Linked DNA regions of Mus musculus: regions 2, 3 and 4 are each linked to region 1. The links are chromatin contacts, called in public Hi-C, HiChIP or PLAC-seq and promoter capture Hi-C maps. All regions are on one chromosome and are shown on one strand. The core of a region is the stretch at or near the end of the contact, and the rest is flanking DNA. Distances in the headings are between cores, read along the strand shown.

Region 1 (3,553 bases), core at 637-3,136:
ACACGCTTAAGTGGAGTGATTGAACTTAAAGCTGCTTGTCTGGAGCCTCAAGTAAATGCTTGGAGCAGGGGCGGTAGGTGTAGAAGCAAGACCATTTACAAGGCCATCAGATTAGTTTGTGCAGGAGATACTAACGCTCTGTGGATGTGATGGGTGTATTTTGGTGATGGCTCGGACTAAGAGTGGAACAGTGTGGGTGTAATGGTATGTATTTTAGAGAGGAATGTCTAAGTATTAGTTAAGAAGTAAAAGGATGACGTTGGAAATCATAACAGCTAACTTATTGCACTTACCAGTCCCCCTCTGGATGCTTTATTTACATGGAAACTCACCCAACCAAAGTAGTATTTATAAGTGAGGGGTGAAGGAGGTGATTGGCCCCAACTTACTCAAATAATTAATAGCTGAGTTGATACTCAAATCTAGGTATCTGACTTAAGTATTTATTCTTCCCCCAGTGCCCCAGGATCCAATATCAATACATAAGCTCAGAAGAAGGTCAGAGAGGATCCGAATGGAGCAACTGGTATGATTTTTAAAAAAACTTTAAAAAATACATTATACCGGGGAGCACTGAAGAACAAGAATCACCATCTTCAATATATTATTTGAGAACTTCCTACGTGCTCATAATATTTTGATCAAATCACAATTTGCCTGTTGGAGGTTGAACACACATTTGTCAGTTTCCAAACGATTTCTTTGTGAAGTCAGACATCCTTATTCTGCAGGCGTTCAAACTTTTCAGATCGCTGCCACATACCCAGGGAGTCCACTTTCCTTATTATCTTTGAAGAGCTTGCTGGTTAGGTGCAAAAGGGGAAGTTGGAAGTCAGCCCTGCAAGGACGTGTTTTCTGTGCCCTGTAGCTTCCCCACAGCAGGGGGCGCTGCAGTCGTGTTCATCATAGTCCAAGGGAGCGACCAGGGCAGTCAGAAAGGGAACCAGGCAGGAAGGGGGTGTGGCAGACAGCTCTCGGATCTCTTTGGTCATGCAACTTTAGTACCCAGCGCTCCTTCTGCCCAGACCATTCTTCTGCACCGTATTTCATCATGTTGGATGCCTTCCATCCAGTCTTGCATCCGGGCGGAAAGGAAAGGGCATTAGCTTTCCGCTCTGCTGGGTTTAAGGATGCCGTTGTAGAGGGTTGCATTAGCGTGGTCTCTTCTATAGTCTCAGAGTCAGCTTGACAGTCCTGAACCACTAAAGACACCCATCCCCACGCAATTTCTGAGGAACGCGTGGGTGTTTCTTACCTTCTTGCCTCTCCTCTTTCATTTCCTGGATCCCTTTTCATGATCTTACTGCGGGGCACGCGTCTTTCCACTAATATTAATGTCGACCGTCACGGCGTGGCCTCGGAAAACTCTCTCCTAAACGCTGCTTCCCTGGCTCTTCAACAGGCCCTTCCATCCCAATTCAGCTCACGCATCGCGCGCGCGCGGGGCAATAGATCCTTAGTGTCAACCGAGGTTGCCAGCGCTCTGCAAACCTGTTCTACCTCTCCGCGTCCCGAGAAGTCTCTCCAGCTGACCAGTCTTTTGCCTGACAGCTCTTGGCACTAGACGTTTGGCTTGCGATCTAGAGCGTGCAAAGCGCCTCCCCGCAGCACTGGGCAAACCATTGACTCCTCCTGTCGCCTCTCTCCTCCATCTCCCAGAGCCCAGGGCACACTCTAGCTATCGTTTTGGGCAATCTTCCAAAAGTCATCTTTGTCCTGGGCTTTGGGGGAGGCTTTCCAGAGTCAAAAAGAAGGTGAAGGAAGATGAAGAAGAGAGTGGGGCCAGAGTACCAGGCTGGAGCAGCTAGAAGAGTGGGCGGAGCCTCCAGCCAGTGGGGGTAGACAGGGAGGAGTCTGCGGGGAGGATCTGGGTGGAGAAAGGGGCCGGGCTAGCTTAGGGTGGTGGGCTGGCCACGCAGGCGCGTGGGGCCGCGACGAGAACCCCACGCGGGAGCTTTTGGAGTCCCCAGTCGCCGCTTCTCACTTCACTGGAGAGGGGTCCGGGAGGGAACCAATAAAGAGTGAATGTGCCGCAGCCGCGGTGGCGGCCGAGTTGCTGCGAACGGCCCCGGAGTCGTGCGCCCGGGAGGCGGCGAAGGGAGGCGGTTCGCCTCGTCCCTCCCACCCGCCCCTTTCTCTCTCGGTCTCTCTCTCTGTCTCTCCTTTCCTCCCGCTGGTCCCAGATCCTCGCTCTGTCCAGCCCTTTGGTCCCCCCTCTTGCACTCTTCTATCTCCGCAGTCCTTTACCTTAGGGCGTCCCAAAGTGCCATGGGTTAGGGTGGGGACCGCGAGCCGCGGGAAAAGGACAAGCCCCGATTCTCCGCCGGGGGGCGTGAAGCCGATCGCCGCTTGCCTCTCGCGGTTGTCGGGTATGGGGAGAGCGGTGTGAGCCCGCAACCCCCGGAGCACGCAGGAACAGCGGAGCCCGGCGCCCCGAGGAGGAGCCCGGGATCGGAAGAAGGAGAGGAGGGAGGACGAGGAGGCGGGCGGGGAAGCCGGGGAAAAGTGCAGCCAAGGAGGAGAAGGCGGCGGAAGGTGGGGATTGATGCTTCTGTTTTTTGTTGCCGCTGCTGCGCTCGCGCTGGGAGCCAAGCCGGAGGGAAGGCGGTGGAGAGATGATTGCAGAGTTGGTGAGCAGCGCTCTGGGGCTCGCCTTGTATCTCAACACCCTGAGTGCTGATTTCTGCTACGATGACAGGTAAGTGGGTGAGAGAAAGGGGCAATGGCTGCGGTGCGACGGGGGTGGGGTGGGGGCTCCTCGGTGGCTCTGGTACTGCTTGCTGTCAGGCTGAAGCGCGTCTTGGGGGCGGGGTTGGGGGGACAGGTATCTGCACCTGAAGGTTTAGGCGACACGGAAACCGTAACACCTAAAGCAAACAGCCGGGACGGACGCAGGCGCGCTGGGCGGGCCGAACGAGTTTCCGCTCCTACTTTGCAGCAGGTTCTTGCTTGCTTCTTGCTGGTTGGCAGGCGCTTAAGTTTCTTTGCGGAAATCCAGGCAATTTGGAAGACTGTTTAATGAACCCACGTTAAACAAACAACCAGCCAAAGTAAAAATTCCAATAACAATCCTTGGTATACCTTGGTGCAAAAAAAAAAAAAAAAAAAAAAAAAAAAAAAAGAAAGAAAGAAAGAAAGAAAGAAAGAAAAAGCATATTAAGCGATTTTACGTGTGGGCTGGAAGGAAGCACCTCTGCACCCCTAGAAGATCCTCCCCGTGTGGTTTCCTTTTATTGATAGGACACTGATTTCTCGAAGTTAAACGCACATATGACAGTTGCCAAATAGAGGAAAGAGCGCGCGTACTCTGAGTCAACTTTCTCTTTGACGTGTATGATAGTAAACTTTGAGCTGTATCTCGCTGCTGGTTGTATCTCTCGCTCCCCCAACCTTGCTCACGCATCATGGGGAATTCCTTTATAAAAACGTGGGCTTTCAGTTCTGTTTGGGCGTTTTGCATGAGACATTAGTGATTCGCTGGTGCTAATTGCAGAAGAAGACGCCCTGGAGACAGAAGTTGTCTTCTGTATTTGGGTTAGTTTGGGTGGCTAAT
Region 2 (3,553 bases), core at 712-3,211, 910 kb after region 1:
AATATTCCAGTTCTATTTTACCAGAAGCTTTAAGAACTCTTAACCAGACCATGTATCTTAACATCTAAACCTGTAATTATAGAAGAAATGCTCGTGACATACAAATATTGCAGTTTACCTTCACTAAGTGACATTGTTTTTTGCCCCTTTCATCATTTTATAGAGTATTCCTGCCATATTAGACAAAGTCCTTACGATTTTACCCAGCTATTGCCAGCAGGTCTCCACTGCTTGCTGTAGTCGCCATGGTTCAAATGACATTTAGGGACTCATAAATATTGATATTATTATATATCAATAAAAGTAACTGTACATGTGCAAAATAATTATGGATGAATGATCATTAAGTCTAATCATTTACTTTATTGACAGGGGACACTAATAACTATAAAGAGATGTAATTTTTTCTTCTGTGAATGATAAAGATCATGCAGATTTCTTATTAGAATGCTGCTGGGCTAAAATATGGAAGTCTAGCTTGGTTATAAATAAGGAGCATGATCTTTGCATTAAATTGGTATATAGCCAAACAAGCTGCATTCATTTGCCTTCCTAGACAGCCGGAGTTGAATTCAGAAGCAGCTAATTGCCCTGGGGACCTTCTTTTGGCGTATTGCCCAATGGTACTCTTTGTGGGAGAAACAGCTTCACACGCCGAGCTTCAAAGCATCTGGGTTGCTGTTCTGAATGCTACTGCTGACGGATTTACCATCTGCCTTTGAGAAAGACAGCAATCTAGGGAACTTTGATACTAAGCATCCACACGATAGCCATTGACAGCCGAAAGCCTTCCTTAAATAAGAGATTAAAATAAACTATGTATGAACCGACCAAATTGGACCACTTTTACTTTTGATTATCTACAAATATGATATTGAAATGATAGCAGAGGATTTATTGAGCATTAACTGCTGATACCAATTCTTTTATACTTTACATATCTTTATGGGTAGCCACATAATTTGGTGAGTACAACTTTATCTGTACCTTAAAGATAAGTTCACCCTTTTGGGAGAAAACTAACTGCCGCAAGGTTACTCAAGACACAGAAAAAAGTTAGGATCTAGGTATTCATAATCAGTATTCTGTATTTATTTAAATACTAACTTTTTATTAATTTTCTGTCATAGCAAGGTTGTGTTCTTAATTTCTGGGCAAGGGTTGAATATTTTGTAGGTCTCTTTCTCTCTCTGTCTCTCTCTCTCTGTCTGTCTGTCTGTCTCTCTCTCTCTCTCTCTCTCTCTCTCTCTCTCTCTCTCTCACACACACACACACACACACACACAGATTGCCCTAACAATAGATTGCAGTATTGGGATATAATTACTCATAGAATGGTTAAAGGTTGAAAGAATCTAACTTTGATCATTAACTTCTCCTGAAGCTATTTTCCAATGAATATTTGTGTCCATTATCTAAAATTGTCTCTCACAGGTTGACCCTGAGAAGTATCATGGAAATAAATATATACTTCACCTATGAAACACTCTTAAGTGCTCAGCATAGTGATGTGGAAATATTTTGAAAAATATCTATCACAACTGAGGGGCAACATATTTAGTTAGAACAATGTTCATTAACACTCATAATTTATAGACTAAGTTTCTGTCACTGTTCTATCTTTCATGAGGGATTGACAAAAGAGTTTCAGCAAGTGAGATGGGAAAGACAGGTTTAATCATCTCTCTACATACAATTATGTACCCAGATTTTCTTAAATTTACAATTTTCTTGTGCTGATCTCTAAACACCCACGTGTTGATTACTTTAAAGTCATTAGTAAAGTATTTGTGTTATCTTTAAGTGGCAAATTAATTTAGCATCCCTAACCAGAAACGCTTACGTACATTTAAAATTGAATTGCATCTTTTAAAATTGCTCTCTGTGGACACTTCCTTCTGCTCTGTAAACTGCAGGCACATTCCAGCTGTAAGCGCTTGCAGGTGGAATGCAGAGAGTGACCGATATTTGCCCTGCTTTCCTTTCCCTTGGGGAAATCTACCAACCTGGTTGCAGACTGTCAGTAGGAAGATAGAATGATTTATAACCAGCCGGTGGCTGTTTATACTAAAGTGCTTATAGCCAAATGGCACTGGAGGAGAAAATGGAGTGGGAGTTAGTGATTCATAGTTTTTAGGACCATCCCTAAAACCCACAGGCACAATCAATATCGCGGATATTGAGTTTATTATTCAAAATATGCAGTGCACCAATGAACAGTAGAGAAATTGAAACCAATAAGATAGCCTTAAAAATAGAGAGAAGGCAATAGACAAAGATGAATTGCAACTGTTTGAAACTCACTGTTTAAGATTACTTAGTACAAAAAATGTACTTACTGGATACATATGAAGATGTTAAATTATTTTTGTGTCAAGCAAAGAATTGAATTAATTCATTGGAAAAATATAGAAAGCTATCCCTAGGACAAGTCAGAATAATAGAGGAAATTATATGGATGAATTAAAATTAGGTAGGGCAGGTACCTAAGCAGACTCCCTGAGTATATGTAAGGATCAGAACCAAGTCATACGAATCTAAAGTTTTGCAAAATAAAGTTCTAGAACTAAAGTACATTTGATGAAAAATCTCAATTAAGCCACTTGTCAAGATATGCCTGTCCAGATGAGGTGATTAATGTTGCGGTGCTTTTAATTTCTAAGTTAGAAAACAGAAAAATAGTATTCAGGTGTTTATATTAGTGAGGCTTGTCCAAGCACAAAAGGAATGACTGACCCATGGCTCTTATTAAGGCTGTCCAGTTTCTGAAGATAATCTATTTGGAACTTACTCAAGCACCTTACCTTGGTGCTGAAGTCCACTCTGAGTTTGTGCCCTCTGGTCTTCTGGCCTGATGACTGATGGTGCTTCTTTTTATAGTTTTATGTTAGTTAGATGCATTGATCAGAACACTCATGATGGTTCTAATGCTGCCCTAAGCAGACTGAGCAAATGACGGGTCCATTAAATTATAACCAGGCTGAAAAGCTCACATTACCTTGTGACTTCATAGCCATCAGAATGGAGCACAGCACATGATTCATAGATGGTCATGCTGTTGAGCTAAGCTCTTCCTGTATGGCCAGTCATGTAGAAGTATAGCTCGTGCAAGCAAATCAATGTGCGTTTATGATTTGCATTTATAGCTGGATTTATCTACTCTAATGTATTTTGTAATCGTTAGAGTTTAAGCTTTTCTACTTTAAAAACAAAAAACAAAACAGACAGGAAAAACAAAACAAAAAAAAATCAAGATGATTCTTGATAAGGCATTATAGAATAAAGGCATTGTGGTCATACAAGAGAGTAGTTCTAAGTGTGTTACTTCCAGAGACCTTTCTGTTGGACAGTGTACCCAAGTGAAAAACTGTAACATTTCAAACAGCATAAGTTCAGGCTAATATGTATCTGCGTCTCAGTTTTAAATGAAAGCCTGAAAACAGAATTTTAAAAATCATAGAGAATGTTGATATAAAGTCAGATTTTTTTTCTTTAAACAGCACTAAAATGCATTTTCATTTTAGTGACATGACAGGTCACAAAGAATGTAAAC
Region 3 (3,553 bases), core at 677-3,176, 720 kb after region 1:
TGAGCTTAACCTTTGAGAGACTTGAGGCTCCAGGGAATAGGGTGGTCTGGGGTGGGGTGGAAGACTTGTGTGTTGTGTGTGGGTGGTTGAGGACATCCTCTTGGAGACAGGGGAGGGAGAATGGGATGAGGAACTGTCCCAGGGCAGAACAAGAGGGAGTTAACAACTAACCTGTTTAAAAAAAATTAAAGATAATAAGAATTTAAAAAATGAAAAAAGCAGGCTAAGAAATCCATGGGGAGCAAGCCAGTAAGTAGCACTCAACTCCTGCATCCAGGAGCCTGCCCTGCACTCATACCTTGATATCCTTTATGATGAACTGTGACTTGGCAGTGCAAGGCAAAACAAACTCCTTCTGGTGTTGTTTATGTGTTTTCTCACAGCAATGGGATAGATGTGGTTAGACAAAAAAAAAAAAAAAAAAAAAAAAAAAGGCAGCAAAGATGCTGCTGAGAAGGAAGGCAGATTCTGCACATGAGAAAAATGTGGTATCTATTGTGAGATCTGTGAGTATACCCTGAAAGGACCAAGGAGATGTTTCCAGGAGATAAATGCTGTGAAAAAGGAGAGACAAAAACAAGGGCCTGAACGAATCTTTCAAAGTCATTCTACAAAAAAAGAAAAATTTAGAGGGCAATACAAAAAAAAAAAAAATTAATTCAGCCCTATCTGCAAATTGATCAGGCTGACCTGAGCCAGAGGAAATCAGTTAGGCTATATTGTCCCAGACAAAACAGGGTGATAATAAATGGCTGCCACTTAATCTGCTAAATTAGTGATGAGCTCTTTCAATGACAGGAAGACAATGACTAGGGAAAGTCGTAATGCAAAGGTGGCATGGGATTCTAATGTCACTGTGTAACCTTGCTAAAGATTTAATAAGCATTTGACTTATGATTGCTATCATCACACCATTTCATGTGTTTATAAATGAGTTTTAGTAATTTTCAGCCTCAATTACCACATCCCATTGCCCTTCCAACTCCAACTGGCTTTTCTTTTAGTTTAAAGTAACCCAGGCAGCTTTGGTTTGCTAGGGCCTGTTTTGAGAAATCGTTTCAAACTGAACCACTTATTCTGAGAGTCTCCTTTCCTTAGTTAGGGATTGGACCCTGGACAATAATTTCACTGCTACTAGATTTCATTGCTTTGGCTTTAAGCATATCAATGACAAACACCTTGCTAATCATGGGTAAGAGAATGTTTTCCATTTTGAATTAGAAACTACAATGAAGAGATCCTAATTCTTTGAACATTGGGAAATAGCAAGTGAAGAATTGGGATTGTGATGTGTGCATGGAAGGGAAAGAGCAGAGTAGAAATCTATACATGTGAAAGCTGGTTGGTTGGTGGTTGGTTTTTGATTTTGATTTTTTCTTGCTTGCTTGCTTTTTTTTTTTTTTTTTTGCATATGAACTGACCCTCACTATGAAAAATTTCTCCAGTTAATTCAAATCTGCATTAGAGGGATTTTGTTACTTCCAGCCATCTTAAAAAATAAACAAAAACATAAGTAAAGCACCCACTACATACTACATGTTGGGAGCATGACTACACTTCTATTTAAAAGAAACATATCCATTCAGGTGGTCTAAATTATGGTAACAAAGAGTACCCTAAAGTTAACTAGCAGTACTCTCAAAGGCCCATCCTAAATCAATGTCGTCAATGTAATTGCTCTTCATCTATATATATTTTTAATTGTCACTCAGCTCAGCCTGCAATGAAAACAAATAGAGGACAAATGCCTACTTAGAAAGCTTCAGTCCTCAAGTGGCACTTACTACTTCTCTGTTCATGTTTTGGCAAGAGCAGTTCAGATGGCTACAATTAACAGCAAGAAGGGCTGAAAGACACAGTCTAGTCAGGACCCTTGAAGAAGTCCACGTAATTGGGGTGATTAGCTAGCAGCCGCTGCCAACAGATGTTCCCTAATTTGCTCAATGCAAGACAGCTGATATGAACAGAGGTGGGGATTGAAACATAGATCTGTGACTTGGGAAGTTAAGATCTTAAACATCTTCCCCTACTACATTTCTGTTTTACCAGATGGCTTGCATTTGTGTAATTAGTTGACTTAGAGTTCCACTAAACCTATTAAATTGCCAGCTCACAAGCTCTCCTCTTGCTGATTTACTTTTCATTTAGATAACGTCCAAGAGAAACTCCATGCTCAACTGTTTTTGGAGAAGGTCACCATAACTTACGCAGGAGCAGCTGATACGTCAATTAGGCTACTGTCTGTGGAGCTCAGATGTGTGAGCGCATGCTGGATTATTTCATTATAAATGTTAGTCAAAACATTGACATCCTACACCCTTTTTTATTAGGACTTCTGAGATCTCAGTGCTGTGAAATGATCTATTTTTATGCTATCAGTAGGAAACAAGGAAGTAGAAGTTAATCATCTTATATTTTAGATATGTATTCTAAAATATAAAAAGACAGAATAAATTCTATCATTCTTGATTTTTTTTGTCCTGTCATTTTTTTCAGAAGCTGTTGTGCATTAGACACAGTTTGGTTATCCCCTATAAGTCCACATCTCCAATTTTTAATATTCTTTTATAAGCTGTCAAAGAGGGGGCATGTAATTCAATTATGGTGATTAGAGATGGGGCTTTTGAGAGATGACTGGTGTAGGTGAGGTTGGTATACGCCCTGTGATTAACTACCAATTACTTTCTGAGAGCAGGGAGCCAGAACAGGAACAAAAGTTGTGTTCTCTGACTCTTTCCAGGTGAGCATTACTCCAGCATAGGGCCTTATCAGCAATGAGGCCATAACCAAATGAGCACCAATTCACACTTATAATACATACACCAATGTTCTCTATAAAGGTTCCCAGGCTCAGAATCTTGCAGAGTGGATTAGTTAGTGCAGGATTCCTTGTTAGTGGGAAGATAACATTATTGGCATCTGTGATTAAAACTGTTGCTATTGGGCTAGGGTTGAATAATTAGTGAGGACAGGAGGTAGCGATTAAGGTAGACTGAACTAGGAAGCTCTCTAGAAGTATCTAAGGTAGATTCCATGATCCCACAATCTGAAAGTCACCTCTACTTATTCATAATTGAGCAAGACGTTTCAAAATAAAGACTAAAAGACAGAAGGAAGGAATCATAAATAATGTTGACAGACGTGCTGGTTCATCTTGGTAGTATGATTGGGACTTTGTTTTCGCTATTGGTAGTTTGAAGGTGGTTCTGCTTTTACTTTATGAAACTGAAAGTACTTATTGAAAAATGATGAGGCACAGTACTCTCCCCACCAGACCACAGATTGTTATAAACTGACCTAACTGTCACCATGTTTTCTGTATGACATAGAGACAATATGAGCAGATTTGTCTTGAGTTCTATTGTTATTTGCACTGGCCATGGTCCTGTGCTAGCTCGGTAGAATATAGCATACGCGCCCTATGAAGGTACCTAACCCTCAGTTATCAGGCTATCTGTGTAAGAGCTGGCTCGCAATTTGACAGTTTCTTCTCACCACCACAGAATACTGATGCCATAGGGTACACGTGATAGAAGAGTGAGCAGTGTATGTG
Region 4 (3,553 bases), core at 662-3,161, 550 kb after region 1:
CCTGCATGTGCTTTAAAATCTATCCTATGAAGGGCTTCAACTTTCAAGTGGTCATGTTATTCAAAATATGAAACTTTGGGCAGTCATAGTGTCAGAATTCTTGTCATTGTCACTTTATATTTAATTTTTAGAAAGATTTATTTATTGTTCACGCACGTATGTGGTGTGTGTGTGTGTGTGTGTGTGTGTGTGTGTGCGTGCGTGCATGCGTGTGTGTGTGTGTGTGTGTGTGTGTGTGTGTGTGTGTGTAGGCATATGTATGACCTATTGTTCATGTAGAGGTTAGGGTAAAGATTTCTTAAGAGTTGGTTCACATCTCCTACCTTTTGAGGTCCATGTCTTTCTGTACTCAGTATTTCTCAGACTCATAGCCAAGTCTCTGGCTGGCCGGAGCTCCCCTTGACCTCAGTTTCACCACAGTAGTGCTGGGATTACAGGTGCCAGCCACTGCTGCTGCAGCTGGCTTCTTTTATGTAAGATCTCAGGGAGGAAACTCAGGTTGGATAGCTTGCACAGCAAGTGTTCTTACCATTTAAACGGTCTTCCTTGCTTCCCATTGACTTTTAAGGTAAGTTTCTTTTCTTTCTTATTTGAACATTGTATGATAGATCTATATTTTTTACAAAAACTTCTAAGAGGCTTTGAACAATATGTATATTTCTGAATCCACTTTGACAGAAACATTCATAATCCGAAGAAGAAGAAGAAGAAGAAGAAGAAGAAGAAGAAGAAGAAGAAGAAGAAGAAGAAGAAGAAGAAGAAGAAGAAGAAGAAGAAGAAGAACTCTTGTGTTGGGAGCCGCGCCCACATTCGCCGTTACAAGATGGCGCTGACAGCTGTGTTCTAAGTGGTAAACAAATAATCTGCGCATGTGCCAAGGGTATCTTATGACTACTTGTGCTCTGCCTTCCCCGTGACGTCAACTCGGCCGATGGGCTGCAGCCAATCAGGGAGTGACACGTCCGAGGCGAAGGAGAATGCTCCTTAAGAGGGACGGGGTTTCGTTTTCTCTCTCTCTTGCTTCTTGCTCTCTTGCTTCTTGCACTCTGGCTCCTGAAGATGTAAGAAATAAAGCTTTGCCGCAGAAGATTCTGGTCTGTGGTGTTCTTCCTGGCCGGTCGTGAGAACGCGTCTAATAACACTCTTGATGATACAATTACTTCTAATGTTCTTACATTTCCATAAGTAACTACAAACTGCAGTGATAAGTTGAAATATTTCTGAAGTTTGTTCTGTTTATAGGGTTACATTTCTTTGAATCAGACAGAGGAATGCTTCAAATCTCTTTACAAGGCCCTTTCCATGGAATCACAAACAAATCTTCTTTTGTTGTTGTTGTTGTTTTCAAATTAAATTAGATTTAAATGAGATTTAAACTTTTCTTTAGCTCATAAGCTTCTATTCCTCTGTCTTCCTACTGGCTTTTAGATAAAAGCCTATTTCCTAACACATCTCTTTAACATTCCCAAATGTTTGGGCTTGGTGCTCAAGGATGCATTTTAAGATGGAAATGAATTTTTAGTGCCTGTTTGGAATGACTTCCCAACAGTTTTAATCCAATCTGACTCAAAGAATAGCATCCCCGGTGATTAGATAATAGGGTTAGGAGGAGCAGGAAGCCATCTGCAGGAAGTGCAGTAGAAATTTCATTTATGTCATCAGCCGGCTACTCAGTCTCACCATGCTACTCTGAAAGCATATAAAGAGCCAGCGATTTAAAAGTTTTCCACGATCAATCCAACCAGAGAAAGGCATTCACTGAACTCTTTAAAGACTAAAATCTATCCACTTACACGCTACTGTTCTAAACACGGTGAATCCCGCAGAAATGAGACCAAGACAGCACTGCTTCATTCCCCTCATTTCCATTATCAAAATGCCAAATCTGAAGATGGATTCACACAGTCTCTTCCAACAGCACCCCCCCCCAACCCCCGAATGAACAAAGACAACCCTGTCACAGTCCTTCTCCCTGGGAGAACCTTCCTCTGCCCCAGCGAAATGTATCACGGTGAAAGGCTAGATCCTGTGGACAGAATAAAGCAATAACGCTTGACTGCGAAGAGCTTTCTCTCATGCTGTTATTAAAATCCATCAAAAACCCGGAGTCCTTTCAGATACTACTTTGAACTGACTCCTTCCCGTCAGGCAAGATTACTTATGACTTCATTCATGGAAGCAGGTTTTTGGTTTCCTTTCAGTAAGTGGCAACATGTTTTTGCTAACCCTACCATCAAGTCAGTCTCCTTTACCTCTGATATAAAATGCAGTTTTCTGTCAGTGACATCATTTAGACGTATAAGGCAAGGGAAAAGAATCTTAAAGGAGACAGGAGCTAAACGTATTTAATCCACTGTGTGTGTTTTATCATCCCAATGGAGTCAGATGTAAGTATTTCTCTCACTCGGCCTTCCTTCAGTGTCTCGAAAGGAGGTATGAAGTATGTTTATGTTGAACTTTTGAACTGTCTGAACTGATCCTATCTGTTGAAATATTGCCTCGAAAATGCTTTTTTTTTTTTTTAAACCAAACCAGCAACATGACAGCTAAAGCCGCTGTGCTCTGCACCATTCAGCTGGACGATATTACTCTAAGACTTAAGTTTACTAAGCATTGTTCTGACGTCTCTGAGAATGGATAAGCTGTCTGCTGGGTAATTAATATTGTCGGAGTCACTCTAAGCCTCTACGGAGAGTTTCTCCCATACGGCACTGGATATCTTCCTAGTACAAAGCAGCTTTGATTTAATCCATTGTCCATTTGAGATTTGTTTTTCTTTTACTAGCCTGCTCTCTATGCAAGACATCATATAAATAAAATTACTGTTTCTGGCTTGAATCAGCACTAGACGTGAGTTAGTGGTTGCATGAAAGGCTAATTTAAACAACAGGCAGGGCTATGGCCTTGTACAGAAGACAGTGAGGAGCCCCATCCACAGCCATCCTTGGCAGTAATGTTCTGTGCAATTAGAAAGAATCATATTCACATCATATGTAAAATATATCATAGTAAGGTAAACGAAGACTGGACTCTCATAGACTCAAGAACGAAAGCATACTTCAGAGGTCATTAGCTATCGTCTCAGTTTCTGAGGACTACAATTAACATGTCCTTGAGAACCATCTGCCAAGTCCTTAAAGTTATTCAGACAAGCAGGCACCTCAGTCTCCTTCTATAAGTCATTACCAGGTTTGCCAGCCTTTCTAGACAGATCTGCTTGCTATTTAGCCCAGTCATGAAAATAGTCTCGGGCCCAAGTATAGTAGTCCCAGGAACAGATAGGCAGGGCATCTAATTTTAAAAATAGTATGAGAATAAGACAATTTCATTTTGTCTCTGTATAGTGTCAATAATTTATTTTTCTTCTTGGTTTTCTTGATAATCACTCCTTTGCGAAGAGCCCCAGCTTATTAAGCTGCTGAGACAGATTCTAATTACCACATGGTACTTTGTCTGGCCCTGAAACATGCCTCAAGCAAAAATGTGTAACCCGCTCCCCCAAAGGAGTGCAATGAAGGGGAGCCAGCCTTCAACAGGGATCCATCTACACTAC

The links. Promoter capture Hi-C pulls out the DNA fragments that hold promoters and counts their contacts. A called contact is a pair of places that touch in the nucleus more often than the background predicts. HiChIP or PLAC-seq counts read pairs in DNA pulled down with a chosen protein or histone mark.
Region 2: a contact with region 1 is called in an H3K4me3 HiChIP or PLAC-seq map of embryonic limb bud, with 7 times the contacts expected there. The contact joins the enhancer-like site here to the promoter of Tmtc2 in region 1. A contact is called at or near these places in 7 of 39 promoter capture datasets (the C10 cell line, cranial neural crest, frontonasal cranial neural crest and 3 more), 4 of 484 Hi-C or Micro-C datasets (the N1E-115 cell line, cerebellum, cranial neural crest and 1 more), 9 of 115 datasets of contacts at active chromatin or transcription factors (embryonic basal ganglia, embryonic forebrain, embryonic hindbrain and 6 more) and 2 of 9 other capture datasets (adipose tissue and liver).
Region 3: a contact with region 1 is called in a promoter capture Hi-C map of second pharyngeal arch cranial neural crest, with 4 times the contacts expected there. The contact joins the enhancer-like site here to the promoter of Tmtc2 in region 1. A contact is called at or near these places in 7 of 39 promoter capture datasets (cranial neural crest, frontonasal cranial neural crest, hippocampal neurons and 3 more), 1 of 484 Hi-C or Micro-C datasets (uterus) and 3 of 115 datasets of contacts at active chromatin or transcription factors (embryonic forebrain, embryonic limb bud and neural tube).
Region 4: a contact with region 1 is called in a Hi-C map of the N1E-115 cell line, with 11 times the contacts expected there. The contact joins the enhancer-like site here to the promoter of Tmtc2 in region 1. A contact is called at or near these places in 8 of 39 promoter capture datasets (cancer-associated fibroblasts, cranial neural crest, embryonic stem cells and 5 more), 7 of 484 Hi-C or Micro-C datasets (the N1E-115 cell line, cerebral cortex, cranial neural crest and 3 more), 13 of 115 datasets of contacts at active chromatin or transcription factors (bone marrow-derived macrophages, cardiomyocytes, craniofacial prominence and 9 more) and 2 of 9 other capture datasets (adipose tissue and liver).

The regions. Positions count from the first base shown.
Region 1 is chr10:105,572,812-105,576,364 of GRCm38.p6, reverse strand. Tmtc2 (transmembrane and tetratricopeptide repeat containing 2) reads left to right here and starts at 1,886. Exons shown (of 12, transcript NM_177368.4): 1 at 1,886-2,698. The coding sequence starts at 2,616. It overlaps Gm15663 (predicted gene 15663), which reads right to left and starts at 1,814. Exons shown (of 3, transcript NR_038032.1): 1 at 678-1,814.
Region 2 is chr10:104,658,944-104,662,496 of GRCm38.p6, reverse strand. No RefSeq gene overlaps it. Among named protein-coding and RNA genes, the nearest start is that of Gm22945, 190 kb to the right of the region's middle. Within about 2 kb of position 1,961, at least 17 of the 459 cell types and tissues checked have an H3K27ac peak or open chromatin away from gene starts, as enhancers often do. A contact at or near this core is called in embryonic basal ganglia, embryonic forebrain, embryonic limb bud and 1 more, where this site is marked.
Region 3 is chr10:104,851,719-104,855,271 of GRCm38.p6, reverse strand. No RefSeq gene overlaps it. Among named protein-coding and RNA genes, the nearest start is that of Gm25522, 12 kb to the left of the region's middle. Within about 2 kb of position 1,926, at least 7 of the 459 cell types and tissues checked have an H3K27ac peak or open chromatin away from gene starts, as enhancers often do. A contact at or near this core is called in embryonic limb bud and second pharyngeal arch cranial neural crest, where this site is marked.
Region 4 is chr10:105,019,344-105,022,896 of GRCm38.p6, reverse strand. No RefSeq gene overlaps it. Among named protein-coding and RNA genes, the nearest start is that of Gm25587, 19 kb to the left of the region's middle. Within about 2 kb of position 1,911, at least 12 of the 459 cell types and tissues checked have an H3K27ac peak or open chromatin away from gene starts, as enhancers often do. A contact at or near this core is called in the N1E-115 cell line, neural tube and second pharyngeal arch cranial neural crest, where this site is marked.